2 separate regions of the Gossypium hirsutum genome follow, and region 1 is linked to region 2. The links are chromatin contacts, called in public Hi-C maps. All regions are on one chromosome and are shown on one strand. Each heading gives the region's core, a stretch centred on a gene start, on an enhancer-like site or on the middle of the called end of the contact. The rest is flanking DNA. Distances are from core to core; before and after follow the strand shown.

Evidence for each region. A called contact is a pair of places that touch in the nucleus more often than the background predicts.
Region 1: a contact with region 2 is called in a Hi-C map of leaf, with 1.7 times the contacts expected there. The contact joins the promoter of LOC107950791 here to the enhancer-like site in region 2. A contact is called at or near these places in 3 of 34 Hi-C or Micro-C datasets (leaf and petal).

The regions. Positions count from the first base shown.
Region 1 is chrD03:19,496,696-19,501,394 of Gossypium_hirsutum_v2.1, reverse strand. It overlaps LOC107950791 (pentatricopeptide repeat-containing protein At3g21470), which reads left to right and starts at 2,878. Exons shown (of 1, transcript XM_016885748.2): 1 at 2,878-4,699. The coding sequence starts at 3,001. The coding sequence ends at 4,656.
Region 2 is chrD03:18,683,347-18,687,929 of Gossypium_hirsutum_v2.1, reverse strand. It overlaps LOC107950785 (transcriptional corepressor SEUSS), which reads left to right. Exons shown (of 10, transcript XM_016885743.2): 10 at 43-1,216. The coding sequence ends at 1,016. It also overlaps the pseudogene LOC107950093. Among protein-coding and RNA genes, the nearest start is that of LOC107950785, 9.4 kb to the left of the region's middle. Within about 2 kb of position 1,914, at least 6 of the 9 cell types and tissues checked have an H3K27ac peak or open chromatin away from gene starts, as enhancers often do.

The sequences.
Region 1 (4,699 bases), core at 1,629-4,128, 810 kb before region 2:
TTGTTTTAGGACAAAATAAATTCATGCAATATGTCAACATAAATTCGGCAGCTACTTAAGACATATTTATGCATGAGCTAAGACAAATTAATTTTCTATATTAATTTCGGCGGGCCTAAGACACATTAAAAACTTGCAATAATTAAAACATATTAATTACTAGAATTAATATAACCTGACTTTAAACATATATAAGTGAATTAAATTATTTGAGCTAACTTTTAACTAATTAACTAACTTCAAAGATTTATTCTAGCAATTTAAACGCAAGCAATTAAATAAAAAGTAAGTTCAAACTCAATGAGCTGAAATCAGCCCGAATTGAGCTCCATTGAGCTAGGATGAACTAAGTCAGCTTGCAATAAGTTGCAAGCTAAGCTTGGCGAGCTGGTCCGGCCATGTTCGGTCACTCCTCCTTTCCAAACTCGATCAACGTAGCTAGAAACAGCTTCTTGAAATCTCCGAGCTCGAGCTCGGGTTATTGGTCCCAATGGCAGCTCTAAGGGTTCGGCCACTAGCTCCTTAGCCAAGCTCGCATCAAATTACCATTTTGGTCCCCTTATTATTTTAAATCTATAGCAATTAACTTTTACCTCTTTTACAAATTAACCCTTTTACAGTAATTAAGCAATAAATCATCAAAATTACCGGACCAAACTTTAATTCACATATAATACAACTCTGTAAATATTTAATAAAAATATTTACGGCTTTAAATTACGAAAACGAGGTCCTAATACCTTGTTTTCAATAACCACTTGCCTTCTGAATCAAACCACTTATACTAACTTTTAATTTAATTAGTTAAAATCCTCAAATCAAAATTAATTATAAAAATTATTATTGACTCGTATAATTTAAATACTAATTCTACGAATTTATTCGTCGACTGGTGGTCCCAAAATCACTATTTCCGACATCACTAAATAATGAACTATTAGATTTAAACTAATTAAAAAATTGGTTTAGTTCGGGCAATCAAAGTTTTTTTTTTGGGTAAAGCATAAAAATGCGACTAAACTATCGAGTTAGTTTTATTTATTTTTTTGGATTTAGTTATTAAATTTTTGAAATTAAATATTCTTATCACTTTTTTGTTGTGGTTAGATAAATAGTGGAAAGCTAAGGTAGATTTGATCTAATAATAAAGTTAGTCTTACACATTTTATTAATTTGTTCTTAAATATAAAAAATTTAATAAATTTCACCCTCAATGTTTACAAAATTTATTATTTTAATTCAAATTCTAAAAAACTTAATAAATTTAGTCCTCAACAATCACAAAATCATAAATTTTGACTTTTTAATATTTTTAAAAATCTATGCTTTGAGTTTTCTATTGATTAATTTATCATTGTGTTCTTTTAAAATTATGGAGTTGAGAGTTTCAATCTTAACTTGCATACTTTTCCAAGCTTTTGGAAAACTATTGTATTAATAATTCAAGAAGATTAAGTTCTATAATTGATTATTGATTGTGTTGAATTGCTCCAGATGTGAGGCCAATGATATTTTCGCTTTCAGAATTGGATTCATGAGAATTGATCTTGGTATTGAACTTGGTAGTTTTTTTTAAATGGATTCTTTTCAGCTGCTTCAGCCTTAGCTTGCATATTGTTTTCAGTTTCATGAAGATTCCATCCTACACTTGATTAATATGCTGAATTAGTAAAGGATGTTTGAGTTGTAAGGCCAATGATGTTCTCTTTTTCAAACTTGGATTCATGGAAATTGTTGATGTCGATAATCGAAATAAGGATTTAGTTTTGTGTTGGTAGTTTCAGAAATGGATTCGTGGCTTGTTGCAGCAACTGCAGGGTATTTTGCTGAATATTGGCAAAATCTTTGGATTGTTAGGACTCGTTTTCTTGAGTCGAGAGGCTGAAACTGGGAATGGTCCCTTCTGCGGCTTGGCTCTGAGAAAGGGACTCCACCAAGATGTTTCTTCAGATAAAAGAGAGTTTTCGACTAGGAAAGTATCAGATTCTTATAGACAGTATTTGGTTTCAGCTGCAGAATTGGATTCCAGTGCGGATTCGGTAGTGAAATGGTTAGAAGTTCGTATGGATCACGATTTAGTTTATCAATCAAGAGAAGATTATTGTGGAAATGGATCTAGAATGGACACTTTGTTACAAGTTTGAGACATTTAAGAGCTAAATTTGTTGAATTTGTTATATTTAGGATTAAGTTGATAGAATGTAAGTATTAAGGTACTAAGTTTATTATTAGATAAAAAAAACAATTTAAACAAAGTCAATAGTTTAGTCTATACTTTTTTTTATTTTAGGGTAAAATACACTTAAAATTATTAAATTATTGGTAAGTTTACGTTTTGGTCACTTAACTTTAAAAAATTATAAAATGGTTATTGAAATTATTTGGAAGTTTACATTTAAGTTACTAAACTATTCAAAACATTTTATTTAAGTCACTAGATTGTTATGTTTTTTTTTAAAATCCACTAATGAACTCCAAGCAATGATTTGACGGTGAATACCATAGATCAGAGTAACCATCAACAAGTATAAGAAAATATTTTAGATCCAAATCGATCTGACGGTCAAGGTTGAAGATTAGAGAAGAAAGCTATTTAAATTTTAATTCATTGATTCCTAATGCTTAAAGTTGTTTTATGAAAAAAAAATTAAATTATAGAAGAAAAAAAGAATAAGAGCTATTAATTTATGCAAGTGATGTAAACATAGAAAGGTATACAATAATAGTTTTAAAGCCCAATCACTTAATTCAGTAATAATTTGATAAAATTAAAATCAACAACCTTTTATTTTAACTTGAAATGTAAAAACAATTAAAATATTCGGATCGTCTCTATCCTACTTAAATAAATAAAATTATAGAGATAGAGACTATGAGATCTTTTATGGATGTCTTGGAAAGAGTAAGAATTTTATATTTAACGGTACAATACAAGATTTATTGAAGATGATCACTACATCCCTATTTTCCCACTTCCTTAAAAATTAAAACTAGGAGACAATGAAAACAACAAAATTGCCTCAAAACCCAAAAGAAGCCATTAGAATCGTAGAAAATATAGCCAAAAACAATTCAAACCCAAATCAAACCAGTTGGTCGTACATCATTAGAAACCACCTTTCTGAAGGAACTACCAGTCAAGTGCTTTCTTTATACACCCAAATACGCCAAACAGGACTCTATATATTTGGTCTGGTTCCTTTGATTTTCAAGGCATGTGCTTCTGCTTCAACCCAAACTTATGGCAAATCTTTGCATGCCGAATCTATCAAATTTGGGGTGGCCATTGATTTACATATTGCTTCGTCCTTGCTGAGCATGTATTCAAGATGCGGTAATTTGATTGATTCCCGGAAGGTGTTTGATGAGATGCCTGAGAGAAATGTGGTGACATGGAACGCGATGATTGGTGGGTATTTTAAAAATGGGGATAGAGAATCTGCATTGGATGTGTTCGAAAAGATGCCAATCACAAGAAATTCAGTGACTTGGGTTGAGATGATTGATGGGTTTGCCAAGTGTGGAGATACTTTCAAAGCAAGACAGTTTTTTGAGAAAGTTCCATTGGAGTTAAGAACTGTGGTGACTTGGACAGTGATGGTTGACGGGTATAATGCAAATGGAGAACTAGAAGCTGCAAGGGAGATTTTTGATATGATGCCCGAAAGGAACTACTTTGTTTGGTCATCAATGATTTCTGGGTATTGTAAGAGAGGCAATGTTAAGGAAGCAAGGAACTTTTTTGATAGAATTCCTGTTAGGAATTTGGTGAATTGGAATTCATTGATTTCAGGTTATGCACAAAATGGGTTCTGTGAGGAAGCTTTGCGCATGTATAAGAAAATGCAAAATGAAGGTTTTGAACCTGATGAAGTTACCATCACAAGTGTTTTATCTGCCTGTGCACAGTTAGGTGAATTAGATATTGGAAAAGAAATCCATTATCTTATTAAGAAGAAGCGAATGAAGGCTAATCAGTTTGTTTTGAATGCATTATTGGATATGTATGCAAAGTGTGGGGATTTAGCCCAAGCAAGATTGATATTTGAAGGAATGAGTCATAGGACAAGCGCCTGCTGGAATTCCATGATCTTAGGTCTTGCTATTCATGGAAAGAACAAAGAAGCTCTTGAGTTTTTTAAAAGAATGGAAGAATCGAATGAGATGCCAGATGACATTACTTTCCTTTCTCTTCTATCAGCTTGTGCCCATGGAGGGTGTGTAGATGAAGGGTTAGATGTTTTCTCCAAGATGGAGACTTACGATTTGGTAGCAAGCATCAAGCATTATGGTTGCTTAGTGGACCTTCTGGGACGTGCTGGGAGATTGAAAGAAGCTTTCGATTTAATTAAGAGAATGCCAATAAAGCCAAATGATGTAGTTTGGGGAGCTCTGCTTGGCGCTTGCAGGATTCATTTGGATACAAATATGGTAGAGCAGGTGATGCAAGAGGTTGGTAAAGTGGACGATGACATGGATTCTGGGGATAATTCACATCTTGTACTGTTGTCAAATATTTATGCAGCTTCAGACAGATGGGAAAAGGCTGAAAAAATGAGGACAGCAATGGTGAACAAGGGATTTCAAAAGAATCCAGGACTCAGTTCAATTATACCCAATCGTATGGAGCTGCCAATTAGTTCCCATCAACTTTGATCGAATAAGATACCATCCCATCGCTCTTGGACCATTATAGACT
Region 2 (4,583 bases), core at 665-3,164:
ACGTGAGCAGGGTGGTTATCTAATTTATTTGTTTTTTATCAGAGAGTTTGGCCAAGTTCCCTCGAAGAACAAGTACTTCATTTGGTATTCAAGCACAACAGCCTGAGGAACAACTACAACAGCAGCAGCTGGCCCCACAACAGCAAACAGTGGCCCAGAACACCAGTAGTCAAAGTTCTACCCAGGTTTCTGGGATGCATCTCGTTGCTAACAATGGTGGGGTTAACATAAATAACTCTCTTAGTGCTGCATCTGCATCAACATCTGCTGGTACCGTTGGGCTTCTACCCCAGAATTCCATGAACTCCAGGCAGCAGAATTCTATGAATAATGCAAGCAGTCCCTATGGTGGAAACTTTGTTCAGATTGCTTCCCCTGGATCATCTAGTACAATTCCACAATCACAAGCGAATCCTTCTCCATTTCAGTCACCAATGCCCTCATCTAATAATCCTACTCAAGTTCCTCATGATGCTTTAGCAGCTACTGGTCACATGAACTCAGCAAATTCTCCCGTGAATATGCCTGTGCAGCAGTCAGCTCTTTCCGGTGAGGCTGACCCAAGTGAATCGCAAAGCTCTGTTCAGAAAATCATTCATGAAATAATGTCTGCCCAACTGAATGGTACGGGAGGTATGGTTGGTGTTGGCACTCTAGGCAATGATGTGAAGAGTTTAAATGGAATGTTGCCAACAGGTAACAGTACAGTTGTCAATGGTGGCAACAGTATGGTGGGTAATGGAACTGTCAACAATAGTTCTGGTATAGGTAGTGGTGGGTTTGGCACAATGGGTGGTGGGCGGCTTGGCCAATCTGCTATAGTGAATGGAATCAGAGCTGCCATGGGTAATAACTCGATGATGAATGGAAGGGTAGGTAATGGCATGGCATCAATGGCTCGGGATCAAGGTATGAATCACCAACAGCAACAGGATTTGGGGAACCAGCTACTGAGTGGACTAGGAGCAGTTAATGGTTTTAATAGTCTTCAATATGATTGGAAAACTTCTCCATGAAAGATGGCCAAAATGAAAGGTGATGGATGTTGGGGTGTAGCTGCTGTGTTTTGCAGCCATGAAAACCAGCGGGTGGCCTCTGGCGCAGCACTATATGATAGGAGATAGATGAAAGGGCCGCTTCCCTCCCACTTTGTACCAATTTCAGAAAAGTGAAACATATAACATAGTGTTTTTATCAAATGAAATGTTTTGAAGCATCTCATCTTTAAGTTGCTCCATTTTCGTATTATATTGTTTACCTTAATTTATTTTTAGGGTTAATGCAAACCTTTTGCACCATGGTTGAAGCCAAAGATGTAAAGAAAGATTGATAGGATTGAACCCAACTTTTTTTCAGGAAATTTGCAATCAGAATAAGCCTTTTCTGAAACTAGGTTTAATTCGTTTACACAATAATTCTGATACTAATTTGGATCAATAGGTTGACACTTGTTTTTGGTATGAAGATACTGTACTGTATTTTACCATCACAAGCCAAGTACTCAAGTAACCATAGCATGGCATACATAAGCCACGTTTGCTCTTACATTATATATAGCAGGCAAGCCAGCTTTGGTTTTGTTTTGTATTCTGCTATATATATATATGCATTTCAATTATCAATATATTTTTCAATGGAAGCAGCCAAGGAAGACTTGGGTACTGCACCAATGATGCACTCCTCCCCGTTCTTGAAAAACATGATGGTCGGGATGCTCCTGATTCCGAACTGCGTCGCATTGTTTGGGCTGTCATCAGTGTTGAGCTTGTTACGAGAAATCTTTCCAGCATATTCCCTTGCTAATTCAGCGATAACTGGCTCAATCATCCAACAGGGTCCACACCATGGTGCCCAAAACTCCCACCAAAACTGGTGTGTCACAGCTAACCACAAGCTTTGACCAGGTCGCTTCGGTAACCTCTTCAACTGCAGATTGTAAATATCTCTTAGGCAAGGGCTATGCGTGTTGCAATAATGATGCTAAAAGTAACGAAAAGAAACAGCTGCATATACCTGCAATTGCTTCACTATCTTTGCAGATGAGCCTGGATTTTTGGGGTTTGCCAGTAAATGAATGTGAAAAAGGTGAAGATGATTTGAATGATAAATTGGGTTTATTGGGTCCTCTAAATGTCGGCAAATGGACCTTCTCAAGAGAAGAAAAATGAAGGTAGCTTTGCAGCACATTAGCTCTAGTGGTACTGCGAACTGAGCTCAATTGAAAAGAGTGTTTCCAGAGCCATCTCTAGCTCTTCCCTGAGACTTCGAAAAATGATGATAAAATGTTAAAGCAAGTGAATTTTTTCCCCTTCTTGGGGGCTTTTTGAAATTTCTGGCCTAAGATATTCTTTTGGCAAATAAAATAAAAATTATGAGTTGGTGGAAAGAGTGCAAAGTTCATGTGAATAATATTTAATACTAGAGTGAAGTTTACATCGAGAAAAGGAAATAAAGCACTTGAGAGTATTCATGAGTTTCATCTGTATTAGAGACATTGATTGGTCACAAAATTCTCATTCATTGTTCAAATGGGGTGAACCCCCTAGGCCGTTAAGGCTTTTTTTTTCTTTAATGTATAAAAACATAAATTGGAATGCATTTATTACAGAAACATAACGCCATTAATTACATATTCTCTTTGGCATCTTTTCTAGCTAAATTCTATGTAGGATAACGATAAATTTAATGATGCATGTTCTATGGCACAAATAAGTTTAAATCTAATTATGTGTTCAATTTGAAGTATTGTTTGACTAAAGGACTTCAAAATAATCAAGATTATAAGTCTTTGTTTTAAAATTTTTATTTTTATTTTGTTCTCATCCATTCCTGTTAGGGTTGAAGGTAAAATTCAGGTAAAATTTTTCCAACAACTCTAAAATAACCAAATGCTAGGGGTGGGGGTGGGGGGGGAGGAAGTCCACTTCCCACTCCTTTCAATAACTTGATAAAATATTATTTAAATCACTTAGTTGATAAGAGTTGGTATATATATTAGTTGATACAATGTTATCGGTTAACATTTAACCAATTTTGATTAAGTGTCTATAAAGAGAGAAAATTTAAGGTTTTAATATTATTTTGTAAAGGTTCTCTCATTTAGACTTATTAGTCAATTTTTAGATAATTGCGTCACACTTTTTAGAAAATTTGATATAAGATTTGAAAAGTGTTCAGATTAATTGAAAATGTTGGTTTAATTAGTAAGAAAATAAGGAAAGAAGTTCAAGCTTATAGAATCCTATATTGCTAAAGGGTTGTAAGAACTCAAGTCTTTAGTTTTCAAATGCACCAAGTCAAATATATTGGTATTTTCTCTTGTTTGAGAGCATTTTCTCTTATTTTAAAGTGTTTGATACGTGTAGTTAAATATTTTGGGGACAATGACAAAAAAATCTCATTGTACTTTAATAAAAATAACAATGTGGTAATCGTATTTTTAATTTGTATAATTTTATACTTCAATTTTTTTTCATATAACGTTTTGAAATTTTAGACTGACAGTGTTGATTTCTATAAGATTTTGACACGTGGGCCAATGAATGTCCATCCCGCGGTAGGATGAGTCAAGTCTAAATTGGTAAACAATCAGGAAGGACAACATGCAAATAATTTTTTTTTTCTTTTTAGCTCAACTATATTAAGAAAAATTATTAAAAATATTTTAAAATGCTTAGATTAAAATAAAAGTACAAGTCCATCTTATTTTCATTTGAAACAAGTCAATATTCTCTCATTTTCAATCTTTTACTTTTCAGGTGGAAAATGTTGCAGCCTATTGTTTTTCTCATTTTAAACAAATAAATTTTCTACAACCCATTACTTCTTTATTATCATCGTCTTCTTTTTCTTCTACAACCCCCTGCATTGGTTAAGTTTTGACATGCTCAGAACTTAAGACGAGTCAAGTTCCAGCAACACTCCGAAATTTGAACAAGCGCTTCATCGTTGATGCTAACAGATCTACGGTCACATTTTAGACCAAGTGAGGCCAAAGCCCTCACTGCCTGTTAGAAACACCAATCTCCATGGTCTGAAACTGGAATCAATCCCTATTTCAGACGCAAATTACGCACAACATCCCTATTGACACTTGCAAGAAAAGAAGTCAAGACTAAAACTAGAAGCCAAAACCCAGTACCCACACCATTCATTTACAACAAAAGAAGTCCAAACCAAGGGGGGCAGAGAGAGGAGAGAAGAAGAAGACGAAGAAGAACAAAAATAAAAAATAAAAAGAGAATACAGAAGAAGAATCTTCTTCACTGGTCCAAGGTTTAGTCTACGCTCCAAGACGTTTTAAGCCTATCTGAATGGTTAGGTGTTGCATCTCAGGGAAGGGAAGCTTTGCCTGGAATCCCATGTCGATCTAACGGTGAAGCACGATGGTCAGAGGGTTCATCGTGGAAGAGAAGAAGAACAAAGAAGAAGAGAGAGAGAGAGAGAGAGAGAGGTAGAGAAAAAAAAAATGTTGAAAAAGGAGAAGAAAAAAAAAGATCTAATTTTTATTACAATATAAAATTCTATTTTTATGAAAAAAATACTATTTACATATTATAATATTTTGACTTAAAATTTTGTGT